2 separate regions of the Mus musculus genome follow, and region 1 is linked to region 2. The links are chromatin contacts, called in public HiChIP or PLAC-seq maps. All regions are on one chromosome and are shown on one strand. The core of a region is the stretch at or near the end of the contact, and the rest is flanking DNA. Distances in the headings are between cores, read along the strand shown. Region 1 holds the start of Apon (apolipoprotein N). Region 2 holds the start of Cdk2 (cyclin-dependent kinase 2).

Region 1 (6,317 bases), core at 2,308-4,807, 450 kb after region 2:
GAAAGCCCCCCCCCCCCGCCCCACGCGCCCCCCCCCCCCCAGTCTAAGAGGCTAGGTGTCCCCTTCCTATCTGATTGAAGAAAAAAAACCCACATGCCTTTTTATACCACAGCCTGCAGCTTAGGCGACAGCAGATAGTCTGGAGTCAGGGGAGGGTCAGATGAAAGGATACGGTTGAGCAAGAATTTGGGAGCAGGATCTAGTATAAGAACTCCAGAAGTGCCAGGGAGTGGTGGTGCATGCCTTTAATCCCAGCACTTGGGAGGCAGAGGCAGGCAGATTTCTGAGTTCAAGGCCAGCCTGGTCTACAGAGTGAGTTCTAGGAGAGCCAGGGCTACACAGAGAAACCCTGCCTTGAAAAAAACACAAAATAAAACAAAACAAATAAGATCCCCAGAAGTGAAAAAAAAAAAAAAAGTAGGAAAAGGGGGAGACCATGTTTTAATCTGGGTCTGTAAGAAATGGCAATAAATACAGCAGGAGGTGGTGACTGCAGGCCAGGAGTCTTAGGTGAGGCCTAGCTGGATCAGGCCATGCAGTATGACACCAGCTCCCAAACTGCTTCCCTTGGGCGATGGTCTGAAGAGTGCCTAGGGCTCAATTGAGGCAACATCTGTCCTCATAAAGTCCCAGTGACAAACCAACATCCCATTCCACCAATTTAACTCTGGGAGCTAAATGAGTTTATTAGGGTTACTTACAGAACATGGGTGACCCTAAAGCAGTGGCCCCAGCAAGGGTGATGGTTCTCCACTTTGCTTAGATGCGCCCCCTACTCCTCCCATCCCCCCAACCCCTTCTTCTACAGCTCCTAGCTAATACTCTCTAACCTTTCCCTGAAATTCTGAGGCTATGTACAAGTAGGGCCGAATTACCTGTAATTGTCTGGGAGGAGTGGCTAGATACTCAGATGAGGGCCTGTGACCTTTTCTGTCTCTCCTGTCAGGAAAGGTCAGCCATCAATAAGCCCAGCTATGGTGGTCCTTTGCAAGCAGGGTCTGCAGCAATTTGGCTCAGATGGTAGTCTGGTACAATATCTCAACCATCAACCCTCGGCTTTTGTTCCTTTTAAGCTAGGCCCAAGAAGTGAGAGTTGGGGGTGGCCAAGATGACTCAGTAGGTAAAAGTGCCTCCGTCACTCCTGGGGACGGAGGTGTAGTCACTAGAACCCACAGGGAATGAGAACAGTGACTCATGACTGCGGTCCTCTGACTTGCACACACCCCTGACCTCCTCGTGTTCTGTGGCTCAGGAGTGCCGGCCCATACAACCACATGTTCACACACATCGTCACACACTCTATTAATAATAAATACAATAAAAAAATTAAAAAGGAAACGGGAATGACAACTGTTTGACTTGGTGTGTGTCCATCACTACACTGCTCCACTTCCATAGGTGACAGGAATCCCCAGAGTCCTGTGCGGTCCCACTGGCGAGAGCTGAGACAGCTCGAAGAGGTGTGGACCCTATCTAGCCCCCAGTCCCATGAATATGTGAAATGGCTGTTTCTCTACAAGAATGTGCCCATTTGAACGCATTGCTCAAATCTTTGGCTCAAGACATTGGAATGTGCTCTGTGTCCCCCCCGCACAGCCCTCTCTAGGTACAGAAGGAACCACAGAAACCCAGTCGAGAAATCCTGGAAGTCAGGCAAGAACGTTTCAGCCCGAGGCAAGAGGACCACTCCAAGCTCAAGGCTAGCATGAATTTTGTACTGAGTTCTGGGCCAGCTGGAGCTATGAATTTATATTAAACTTCCTTAAAGCTCCCAAATCAGTGAGTTCAACATAGAAGCAGCTTTTTATTTGTCTCATCAGTTTAAGAATTAACAGAAGTAGGCTTAGTGGTGAACGGCTTGTCTAGTATTCCTGAGTCCCTGGGTTCAACCCCAACACTACAAAAACAGAAGTGAGGGCACAGGTCTATAATTCTAGCACTTGGAAAGCTGAAGTAGGAGTCCCATAAATTTGAGGCTGGCCTGGGCTATATAGTAAGGGCAATGGCCACAAAGCAAGACAATCTCAAAATACCAGAACAAATACAGACATGGTGGTGCACACCTTTAATCTCAGCAGGTGGAGGCAAAGGCAGGTGGATCTCTGAGTTCCAAGATAGACAGAGTTACCCAGGCAGACCCTGTCTCAAAAACAAAACAAAACAAAACAACAAACCTTCCTTTCCTTAATATCCCAAAACAATATGAATACAACCAAGGCCCAGAATTCAGCTGGGAAATTAAAAAGCATTAAGCAAGGAATTAAAAAGTATTAAAGAGGGAAATTGCAATACCCATAGCATTTAGAAACTGAAAGACTGAAGTCATATCAAGTGTCTTCACACATTAGGATCAAAGGAAGACAATGTATGAATTTGTAAAATGCAGCCAGCGTCTAGCTACACACCGTGGGCAGCTGCTGTGTGCACACCTACTAAAGGGCTATGAGAAAGTTCATTCCATGCCTAGGAGGCCGTGTCTATCCAAAATAGGTCTGAAAATATTCCCACACAAGGTTCACAAAAATACGCTTTAAAACGACTGCAAGCTGAGCAACGAGGTATACTCGATCTTCAACGGGAATCTTGGCGTCTTTAAGTTCTGGGCTACTCATCAGCCTCCTGGCTACTTCATTCATACTTTCCCAAGACTCCATGGTACAGTGCTGGGTGACATTGACTACAGAGGCCTTGAACTCTCTTACTAGGTCAATAGGAGGGAGCTTGTTCGCCGTCTCCAGCAGCACCTGGGCCATATCGTACAACACCCACCCGGGTTCATAGGTGCACGCCTCAGGCAGGGTAACTGAGCGCCGGACCCTCCTCATATCCCCAGGGGATGGCACCAGATGCCTCAGAATGACTTCATTGTTGCCGATCCCTTCCTCCTGGCTACTCTTTTGACTCTGGAGGACCAGGGTTTCCGCGCTGTCTTTTCCTCCCATTTCACTGATCCGAAGCTGCAGACTGTAGGCCTCGGCAGGGCAGCCAATGTTTTCCAGGACAACTCTCAGGGCTAAGAGGGACAAGAACTCAGACAGAGGAGCAGCGGGGAGCACCGTGTACAAGAGGTCCCGACAGGTAATGGGGGTTGGAGGAGGAATCTTGTTGGGGAGCACATTTGATGTGGGTTCAGTTCTTGTGACGGCTGGCAGGCTGCCATTCTGCGTCTTCCACGGAAAGGCGGTCACCGGGGACAGTAAGATACAGCCAAGAAGCAATGCAGCCTGGATCATGGTGGGTCCACAGGACAGCCCTGTTGTGAAGGAGCAGAGCTCAGGTGAGGAGGGCGCAAATATTCAACAGGAACAGGCACCAAGAATGGTCAGAGTTTGGTAGAGTCCTGGTCATTAGAGACTTCAGTTTCCCTGGACATAAGAGGGGGCCTCTTAGAGGCTGTTACCCTCACCTGTCTGGCAAGCAGCAGAGGAATGAAGTGGTTCTCTGTCTCACTCAGTAGGTCCCTAGTTGGAGCGGCTACCTTCCAGAGGTTAACTTCTTGTAGGTGATGACTGGAAACAAGTATTTACCACCTCTCTTTGGGTAGACTTTATCTGACCAGCTATTGCCCCATCCTGACAGGCAAGGCTCCTCCTTTGTGGCTAGGCGGTCCCTAGACCATAGTCCAGTCTCTGTAGCCTCTAGGCAGTGGAAAGTTTGTTCTCTTTTGAGACTGGGCCTTCTGTAGCCCTAGCTGGCTTGGAATTCAACTAGTTAGCCAAGGATGACCTTGGATTCTGATCCTTCTGCCACTATAACCCCAGTACGGGGATTTATGGGAATCTGCAACCAGGTGCAGTTGCCGTGGTACTGGGAATCAACTCCAAGGATTTATGCATGTTAGGCAAGCACATTACCAACTGGGCTACATTCCCAGTCCATGTGTCATGTTTACTTTAAAGATTTCCCAATCAAAAAATTTGAAAAATAGAACCTACAGCAAATCAAATCAAGTTATTACCAGAGCAGTCTTTTGAGTTTTTACCTTTATTGTTTTTTTTGTTTGTTTGGTAAGGTTTTTGTGGTTGTTGTTTCAAGACAGGCTTTCTCTTTGTAGCCCTGGCTGTCCTAGAACTCAATCTGTAGACCAGGCTGGCCTCAAACTCAGAGATATGCCTGTGTCTGCCTTTTAAGTGCTGGGATTCAAGGCGAATGCCCACAGAGGCCAGATGAGCTGGAGTTACAGCCAGTTGTAAGCCACCTGACATGGTTGCAAGGACTAAAAATTCTACTCCTTTGGAGAGAGTCTTACATGTTCTTAACCACTGAACCATCTCTCCAACCCCTATTTACTTTTTTGTTGAGATAGTCCTGGCTGCCCTGGAGCTAGGTAGACCAGGCTGGCCTTGAACACAAGGCCTCTGCCTCCAAGTGCTGAGATTAAAGGTATGAGCTACCATCACTCTTCTGGCTGCCTTCTAATTTTTTTGGACACTTTATAACCTAAGCTGGCCTAACTTCCTATATAGTCTAAGTATTCTTGCTTTAGTCTCCAGAGTGCTGGGATTATAGGCATGAGCCACCACCATACCTGTTTTGTTTCAAGACACAGTCTCAGACTCGTGGGTAAAAGGGATTTTTTTTGAGATTTTATCAAAGCCTCATGAGGAGCTGAACCAACAGGCATGTACCCTGTGGTCAGCAAGATGAAGCATCTTGTTACTTGTGGATAAGAGGAAGAAGAGGAAGAGGAGGAAGAAGAGGAAGAGGAGGAGGAGAAGGAAGAGGAGGAGGAAGACAACAAAAGTCTCTTTTTTTAAAAATTATATTTATTATCAAGCTGATTTTTTAAATTACATTTATTGGCCCACGCGTAGGGCTATATGACTCTTTCCTCTCCCTCATGGCAATTCTCTTGCCTCTGTCTCCCACACGATGGGATTAGCTCACACTACCAAGCTCAGTTCAGGACATGTCTTTTAATTTTACTCTTAAAAGTTCTTCCGAAGACACAACAGATGGCTGGCTGGCCGCTCTGAGATGAGCAACTGTTAATTGTACACATTTAATATGAAACACAAATCAGGGATGCTTGTCAGCTTGAGAGTGGTGCATCCCAGCTCTCCCTCAACTGTAGAAACGGGTTCAATCATGTGTCCTGGGATGAAAGAAAGAAAATGGGAGCAATCCAGTGCTTTGTGAGGACAGAATGAACAACCGTGCTGGGTTATAAAGCTCCCCGTCAGAAGCCAAGACGCAGTCCTTAGAGGAGGACAAGCCACCTTGAACCTTTCGCCACTCTTCATTTGCTACGAGACGGACCCAGAGACCGGCTGTGCACGCTGATGAACCTGGGGCAAGGACTGACCGCAAAGACTCCACCCAACACTGCTGCCTAAAATTCCTGGGCTGTCAATGTAGAGAAGATTGCTTCCAACGCAGGCAAAAGTAGCTTTTGTGCCTCCAACTCACATCGGTCAAACACATCTGGCTTTCAGTCATCCTCATCCTCAATCTGAAACCGTTTCTTCCTGTGGACTCTTGGCGTTCCCGACACTGCTGCCATGGGAATGACAGGTAAGAGACAGAAATGGAAAGCATCTAAGTATGTAAAAGGATAAGGCAAATGGCCAGTGTCTCCACTGAAGACAAGAGTCCCTACCTTGCCTCCTCCCCTCATCATCTTCCTCTTCGTCGCTGTCCAGCAGTTGCCGCTTCTTGGGCGCTGAGTTCCATTCTTCCTCCCCAGTGGCCTCCTCTGCAGTGATGTAAGACACAGTCGGGAACCGGCCCTGCATCGTCTCAACAGCCCTCACGCCACACGGTGGCACAGAGTAAGTCACCAAGCGGGGGCCATGGCACTTTACCTTCTGTAGGCCCCAGGCCTGCTTTCCTCTTACGGGCTGACAGAAGGGCTCTCAGGGCTTCTGTCCGGTGCTCCTCACTGGGACCCTGCTCTCCGGGGACTCCTGGCTCTGGCTCCTCTTCCCTTTCCTCCTCGTTTTCTTGCTGACTCAAAGAAGCAGCCACCCTCCGAAGCTGGGTGGAGCTCAGTTTGGCTGGAATTCTCCAGAAGGTTTCCTACAGGTACACAGCAGGTGAGATCGCTGCCAGGGAGGACCGGCCTTTCTGGCCACTCTTCTGCTCTATCAGTCATTGAGTAAGCATGACCCCCCCCCCCAACCAGGAATGACCCACAGGAGTTGTGAATTGGACTTACACCCAGCACCTAGCTCAGTGCTACACCAGGTCACATTCACTGTGAATACAGCTATTAGCAATGAATACAGGGAAGGATCTGGGCCATGTAAAAAGTTAGCCTGTGAGATCCACACTCAGAGTCAATGGGGGCGCGAGGGGAGCGGCCGGGCAAGATGTTA
Region 2 (6,891 bases), core at 3,591-6,090:
GTTACCTGGAAGGAACTCAGGTCCTCTGGAAATCCAGGTGCTATTCACCACTCACTGGTTGGCTTTATGTCAACTCCCTCCTGAGTCATCAGACAGAAGGGAGCCTCAACTGAGAAAATGAATGCTTCCATAGGATTGGTGGCATAATGGAGGGAGCCTGTTGGGCATTTTCTTAATTAGTGATTGATGTGGGAAGGCCCAGCAATTGTGGGCTGGTGGACCTGGGTTCTATCAGAAAGCAGGCTGAGCAACCCATAATGAGCAAGCTAGTAAGCTGCACCCCTCCATGGCCTCTGCATCAGCTCCTGCCTTCAGGTTTCTGTCCTGACTTATTTCAGTGACGAACAGTGATGTTGGATTATAAGCTGAATAAGTCCTTTCCTCCCAAGTTGCTTTTGGTCATGGTGTTTCATCCCAGCAATAGTAACCTAAGACACCCTCCTCTCTGTTTCTGTTGTTGTTGTTTGGTGTTTTATTTTGCTTGGGGTGGTATTTAGACTCTAATGCGGAGCTTTGTAAGTGCTAGAGAAGCACTCTATCACTGAACTATATAACAGCCTGTTGTTTGAGATGAAGACTTTATATGTTGTTGCATAGACTAGTCTTACATTTCTGGGCTCAGGTGATTTTCTTGCCTCAATCTGGGATTCTAGGCCCATGACACTGTGCCTGACTGCTGGGGGTGGGGAGAGGGTTGTTTGTTTGTTTGTTTTTATTTTCTCTTGCTGGCCTATAATTTTCTATGAAGACCAAGTTAGCCTCAAACTCACAGAGACGATTCATCTGCCTCTGCTTCCCAAAAGCTGGGATTAAAGGTGTGTGCCACCAGGCAGCCTGGAATGCATGGCTTCGTTTCTAAACTGGCCCATAATCACCATAAAATCTGCCCTTCAGCTCCCACTCCTTCTCTATCTCTGCATCCCAGGTTAGCTTCAAACTTTCATTGTAGTAGATAATGACCCTTAAGTCCCAATCTTCCCGTTTTTACTGTCTAAATGCTAGGCTTAGGTATGTGCTAGAAAGACATTAGGACCAGAACCTGGGATTTGTGTGTATTCGACCAACTCTCTACCAGCTAAGCTCTATCCCCATCCCATCCTTCAGATTCATCTTATTTTTTTTGTTATATATATATATATTTTTTTGGACAGGGTTTCTCTGTATCCCTCACTGTTCTGGAGCTCTGTAGACCAGGCTGGCCTTGAACTCAGAGGTTTACCTGCTTCTACTTCCTGAGTGCTGGGATTAAAGGCAAACCACCATGGCCTGCTCAGATAATTTTTAAAAGAATATTCATTATTGCTGGATGCTGGTGGTGCATGCCTTTTACACAGAGAAATACTGTCAAACAAAAAGAAAAGAATATTTTTTATTGTTTGTGTGTGTGTGTGAGAGAGAGAGAGAGTCTATTGTCTGTATGTATGTATGTCTGTGCACCAAAGCACACACTTAGTGACCCCCGAGATCAGCAGAGAATGTTTGATCTCCTAGGTCTGGAGTTACAAACAGTTGTGAGCTGCATGTGTGTGTGCTGGGGATTGAACATGGGTATTCTACAAGAATAGCCACTGAGGAGCTAATTTTGTAGACCAGGCTGTCCTGGAATTCAGAAATCCGCCTGCCTCTGCCTCCCGAGTGCTGGGATTAAAGGCGTGCGCCACCACGCCCGGCCTTTTTTTTTTTTTTTTTTTAACATGATGGAAAGGCCACTGTGGCATCAAGGCATGATGTACTCAGGAGTCACCAGCATAGAACACCATGAGCTTGACAGCATGGACTACAGAGTGTATCCCAGAGCAGCGTGCCCTGTCTCAGAAAATGGAGGAGGGGAATGAGGAAGAGGGGCAGCTGTAGGGGGAGGAGGAGGAGGAGAGAGAGGAGGGTCGATTGAGAAGAAGCCTGTACAGGTTGGAGGTGGGGGACAAAGCAGATATAATTATTATAATTTAATTGGGTACAGTGTGTCACATCTGTAGTCCCAGCACTCCGAAGAAGAAGAGCCAGGTGTGGTGGCGCACGCCTTTAATCCCAGCACTAGGAAGGCAGAAGCAGGCAGGTGGATTTCTGAGTTCGAGGCCAGCCTGGTCTACAGAGTGAGTTCCAGGACAGCCAGGGCTACACAGAGAAACCCTGACTGGAAAAAAAAAAAAAAAAAAAAAAGAAGAAGAAGAAGAAGAAGAAGAAGAAGAAAAAAGAAAATCACTGCAAGTTGTTGGACGCCAGCTGGGGTTACGTTGGGAGACCAGAGCTAAAACAGATGTCTGAAAAGAAAGGAATAAAATGGATGTCCACATCCCTTCACCCAAATCCAAAATCCACCAACATTTGGACACATTTGCTCTATCCTTCTTGGTTGCTGTTTTTGTCTAAAATATGTATTTAGAAGAAACTCTTGGACAAGTGAGGTGGCTTATGGGGTAAAGAGGCTTTCTGCCCAGCCTGACAACCTGAGTTTGTTCCCCAGACTCACATGGTAGTGGTGGGGGGACAGCCCCCAAACAAAAACTAAAGTCAGTGTGTGAAATGCAAGCAGAGTATCTTAAGGGCCTCACTCAGATGTGTGGGTATGAACAGAACATCGCAAACAACATCTCAGAAAAGTAATGAAAAGAAAAGAGAAATTATAGTACAAGTGAAGAAACCAGATATATATAATGTGTATGTATGTAATATATATATAATATATTACAGCACAGAGAAGTGTCCTTAACCCAATTCTAACGTCCACAGGAAGCCCAGGGTTCTGCTGGGAGGGGGGAGGGGGGGGGCTGTTCTATGTTCATCTCAGGGAGCGCTTGACCACTGAAGCAAGAACAGTCATAAGACGCACCATTCTTTTTGACTGCCCACTCTCCCTCCTCAGCAGCACGGGACATTCCAGACCCTCTCGCCATCCTTAACTCCCTCCTCTTGCTCCTGTCACGAGGTCTCAATCCCCCAGAGTCCTTTCATGTGATGCTCAGCTGAGACCCTTCTGAGACAAGCCTGGGATACATTCATCCATCCGCACCCCTGATGCAGAGGTGGTCTGTCAGTTTGGCCTTCCTGAATACCCTACTCTTTTTCTCTCTACTTTACATCTCCTATCACTGCATTTAAGATATTACCCAAAGGATCTCCATGTCACCATGGACATGTCACCATGTCACCTCCTTGGAGCCCCTATTTCGCTGAGTGCTCCAAGCAGCCTCAGAATTAGTGCCATGCCTTCTGCCCCCTGCATCAGATAGGGATACCTCTATGCTTGATCCTAAGGTTCACATCTAAAGCTGGGCACAACGGTTTAAGTATGTACTTAGGAGGTAGATGAGGAGTTTGAGTTCATCCGTGGGTACACAGTGAATCTGAGGCTAGCCTGGGCTACACTGGACCTTGTCTTGAACAAATAAAAAAACCAAACAAAACCATATCTTCACTAAAATCAAATAGGACAAGCCTAAAGTATTTTGACTTGTCTGATTAGAAGGGGGAAACCCAGAGCTGGTGTTCAATTGCTAATAGCACTTGCTCCTGACCACCCACCCACACTCACCTTCTAGGGCCCCCACAGCCAGCAGAGCACTCAGCACAAGCACGGGAAGGAAGCTCCTTCTCTGGACACCCATAGTGGTCCTCTTGCCAGCAGCCAAAGGTACCAGGGGGTGGGAGCGAGCCCCTATATAGAAAGGGATGGTCATTTGCATAGGCCTTCCTCCTCTCCCTCCAGAGGAGGGGAAACCTGGGAAGAAGGAAAGGGCCAGAACTGATTTCATCCCACACAGCTCAATGACAGTTTCTGGTTTCGCTGGGTCACATTCACTGACACACTTATTCTGGAAAGAGTTCACTGATGGGCAGCCTCAATTCACATACTTAACAGTCACAATTCAGCAAGACAGAGTGAAGAGAATTGTGTCAAACCAAGAGATCCTTAAGACAGAAACAGCACCTTTATCCAAAAGCATCCAGAAGGGGCTGGGAGGGTAGATTGCCAGCAATAAAACAACACAGGCAGCCAATGAACCCCGAAACAGTGAGACAGTATTAAGCTAGGCTGAGAAACGACTCTATTATCTAGCCAAAGAATCCTTTACAATAAGAGTCCCGATTTTCCAGCCTGGACTAGAGTTCCAGGACAGCCAAGATTACACAGAGAAACCTTGTCTCAGAAAAATAAAAAGAAAGCGGAGGGAGGCGAGAAGGAGGGAGTGTGTGTGGGAGAGAGAGAGAGAGAGAGACCGGATTTTGTGCCCCACATGGAGACCGAGACAAACGGATCTCTGTGAGTTCGAAGACAACCTGGACTTTTGAACGCATTCCAGCCAACAAGGGCTGCATTATGAGATGTTTCCAAAAAGCAGGCGAGAGTGCTGGAGAAACAGCACCGCTGTTAAGAGCGCAAGCCGCTCTTGCAGAAGACCAGAGTTCAGCTCCAGCACCCAAGTTAGGCTCACGACCGCCTAGAACCTCAGCTCCAGGGCACCTGCTGCTTCTGTGAAAACTTAAATGCAGACACACAGACCCACACACCATTTAAAATAAAATACATTATTCTTTTTCTTTTAAAGATTCCCAGGTTTTGCTTTTTAAAAGAGACTCTCTTGTCCAGGTGGAATTTTAATCTCACCCAAGGGGTGGTGAAAATTGTGAGGGAAAGGTAAGGAAATCCGTAGACCAGAAACACCACCAGTTCCGGCCTGCGGAGCCTAAACCAGGAACTGCGGGAAAGTTGTGCAGCTGCCCCGCGGCTCGCCCGCCCAGGGCGGGGCCTCTGAGGCGGGAGCGCGATGGTCCGGTCCGCCCTCGTGACGTGAACCAATCGGAAGGGCGGGGGGCGGGGCCAGGGAAACGCGGGAAGGAGGGGCGGGGTCTCGGATGGCCGTCTGGAGCAGTGGGGGAGGCGGCAACATTGTTTCAAGTTGGACAAATTGTCAAGGGCTGAGCTCTCCTTGCGTTCCATCCCGAGCTGGGACTGCCGTGCTCACCCGGGGTCCCCCAGGTCCTCCGCTCCGAGTGTCGGGCCCGCTTTCGTCAGGGTTCCCGGGCCCCGCTCCCGGGGGCCTGAGCCGCCTCACTAGCGCTCCATGGAGAACTTCCAAAAGGTGGAGAAGATTGGAGAGGGCACGTACGGAGTGGTGTACAAAGCCAAAAACAAGTTGACGGGAGAAGTTGTGGCGCTTAAGAAGATCCGGCTCGACACGTGAGTGGCCTCCGGAGCCGGAACTCCTTTGCCCGGACCTCTTGGCTGTCCCCCTCCCAACCCCCTACCCCAACAGGCGGGTAGCGTCCCCGGACCGGAAGGTAGCGGGGAGGGAGGGAGGGACGCGTGAAGCGAGCGGTGGGTTGGCCGACCGTGGAGGCTCTACCGGAGGAGACTGTCCGGGGCTGGAATCCAGGGGAAAGTTTCTTGCAGTGCTCCAGCCGGTGTGCTCCCAAATCTGCTAGCCGAGAGACTTGGGAAGAGAAAGTTGTGGGGTGGGAGCCCGGGATAGGAGGGGTCCAGGGCTGTTCGTGGAGTTGGGTTATGTGGTAACCAGAGAAAAGTTCCTTTCTGAATGGAGAGCTCTCCTCACTGCTCCAGCACCATACTTAGAACCCTCACTCTCTTTCAAAAGAATGGCAGTTGAGATTCACTGGCCCTCAGGGGAGGCCGGGAGCTACTCTCACCCCACTCCCCTATTACCTTTCTTCTGCTTTTCATTCACCTGGAGGCTCTTCTTACCTTTCACTGGAAAAAGAGGAAATAATGGCCTTAAATATGTCTAAAAGCCACACCCTAACTACCCAGAAATTAACTCCTCACAGCACCTCTCCTGTCTGCCTTCCTAAGGGGGCTGGGGGTTGTGTATCCCTGAGAGAATGATGTTTGTAACCGTATTCTTGTCTCTGTTTTCCCAACCTCTCCAAGTGAGACTGAAGGTGTACCCAGTACTGCCATCCGAGAGATCTCTCTCCTTAAGGAACTTAATCACCCTAATATCGTCAAGTAAGTCTGCTCTGAGAGATGATCACTATGACGAATTCTGCTTGCTTAGCCTCAGAATTTCTCTCCTTCAACTCCATTTCCTGGACCTTCTCTTGCAGGCTGCTGGATGTCATCCACACAGAAAATAAGCTTTATCTGGTTTTTGAATTTCTGCACCAGGACCTCAAGAAATTCATGGATGCCTCTGCTCTCACGGGCATTCCTCTTCCCCTCATCAAGGTAACCCTGTTCAGTGACAGCCCACAAATTTTAGGGAAAACTAGAGGCAGGTAATTCAGTCTGGTAATTTATTTTGGCTTTTTCTCAGACTTCAGACACTCCACCTTCTCCTACTCATTAGTCATTAACCCTAGGATGGACAGAAGAATCAAAATTGAGGAGCTTCTATGAGCCGGCAGCTCAGGTGGAAGGAGATCAGATAACACTCAGATAAAGGACACCCCCCACCCCCCCCCCACCCCCCGTTTCTCTGTATAGCCTTAGCTGTTTGGGAACTCACTCTGTAGACCAGGCTAGCCTCGAACTCAGAAATCCACCTGCCTCCCAAGTGCTGGGATTAAAGGCTTGCGCCACCACTGCTTGGCTCAGATAAAGGATATTGAGGGCAGTGGTGGTGGTGGGTTCCTTGAAAAAATTCTTTTACCTGTGATATGGGAAATGTAACCAGTGAGTCTCTGTTGTCTGTTTTTGAGCTGGGCCCACTCCTAGAACTACTTTGAATGTATCAGCAAGTACATATTCGACACACAGTTCAGCACCGTCAATGCGCTAGCCACAGGGTATTGAAAGGAAGGCAAAACTTGAGTAGTATCTGGTCTATATATCCTTGGCAGGCTGAAAATTCAGTGGAAAGACATTGTTGTTAAATGTGTGGTTGTGTTGTACTTATGTGTGTTGGTTCGTGCTTGTAATCCTAACACTTGGTA

What was found. HiChIP or PLAC-seq counts read pairs in DNA pulled down with a chosen protein or histone mark.
Region 1: an HNF4G HiChIP or PLAC-seq map of pancreatic cancer cells shows a contact between it and region 2. The contact joins the promoter of Apon here to the promoter of Cdk2 in region 2. A contact is called at or near these places in 3 of 39 promoter capture datasets (the C10 cell line, cranial neural crest and pre-B cells), 2 of 115 datasets of contacts at active chromatin or transcription factors (bone marrow-derived macrophages and pancreatic cancer cells) and 1 of 9 other capture datasets (liver).

The regions. Positions count from the first base shown.
Region 1 is chr10:128,251,371-128,257,687 of GRCm38.p6, reverse strand. Apon (apolipoprotein N) reads right to left here and starts at 3,557. Exons shown (of 2, transcript NM_133996.3): 1 at 3,407-3,557; 2 at 1,787-3,253. The coding sequence starts at 3,233. The coding sequence ends at 2,478. Timeless (timeless circadian clock 1) reads right to left here. Exons shown (of 29, transcript NM_001164081.1): 27 at 5,805-6,018; 28 at 5,600-5,695; 29 at 4,747-5,496. The coding sequence ends at 5,432.
Region 2 is chr10:128,703,000-128,709,890 of GRCm38.p6, reverse strand. It overlaps Cdk2 (cyclin-dependent kinase 2), which reads left to right and starts at 4,840. Exons shown (of 8, transcript NM_183417.3): 1 at 4,840-5,179; 2 at 5,888-5,965; 3 at 6,064-6,184. The coding sequence starts at 5,064. Pmel (premelanosome protein) reads right to left here and starts at 3,633. Exons shown (of 11, transcript NM_021882.4): 1 at 3,533-3,633. The coding sequence starts at 3,605.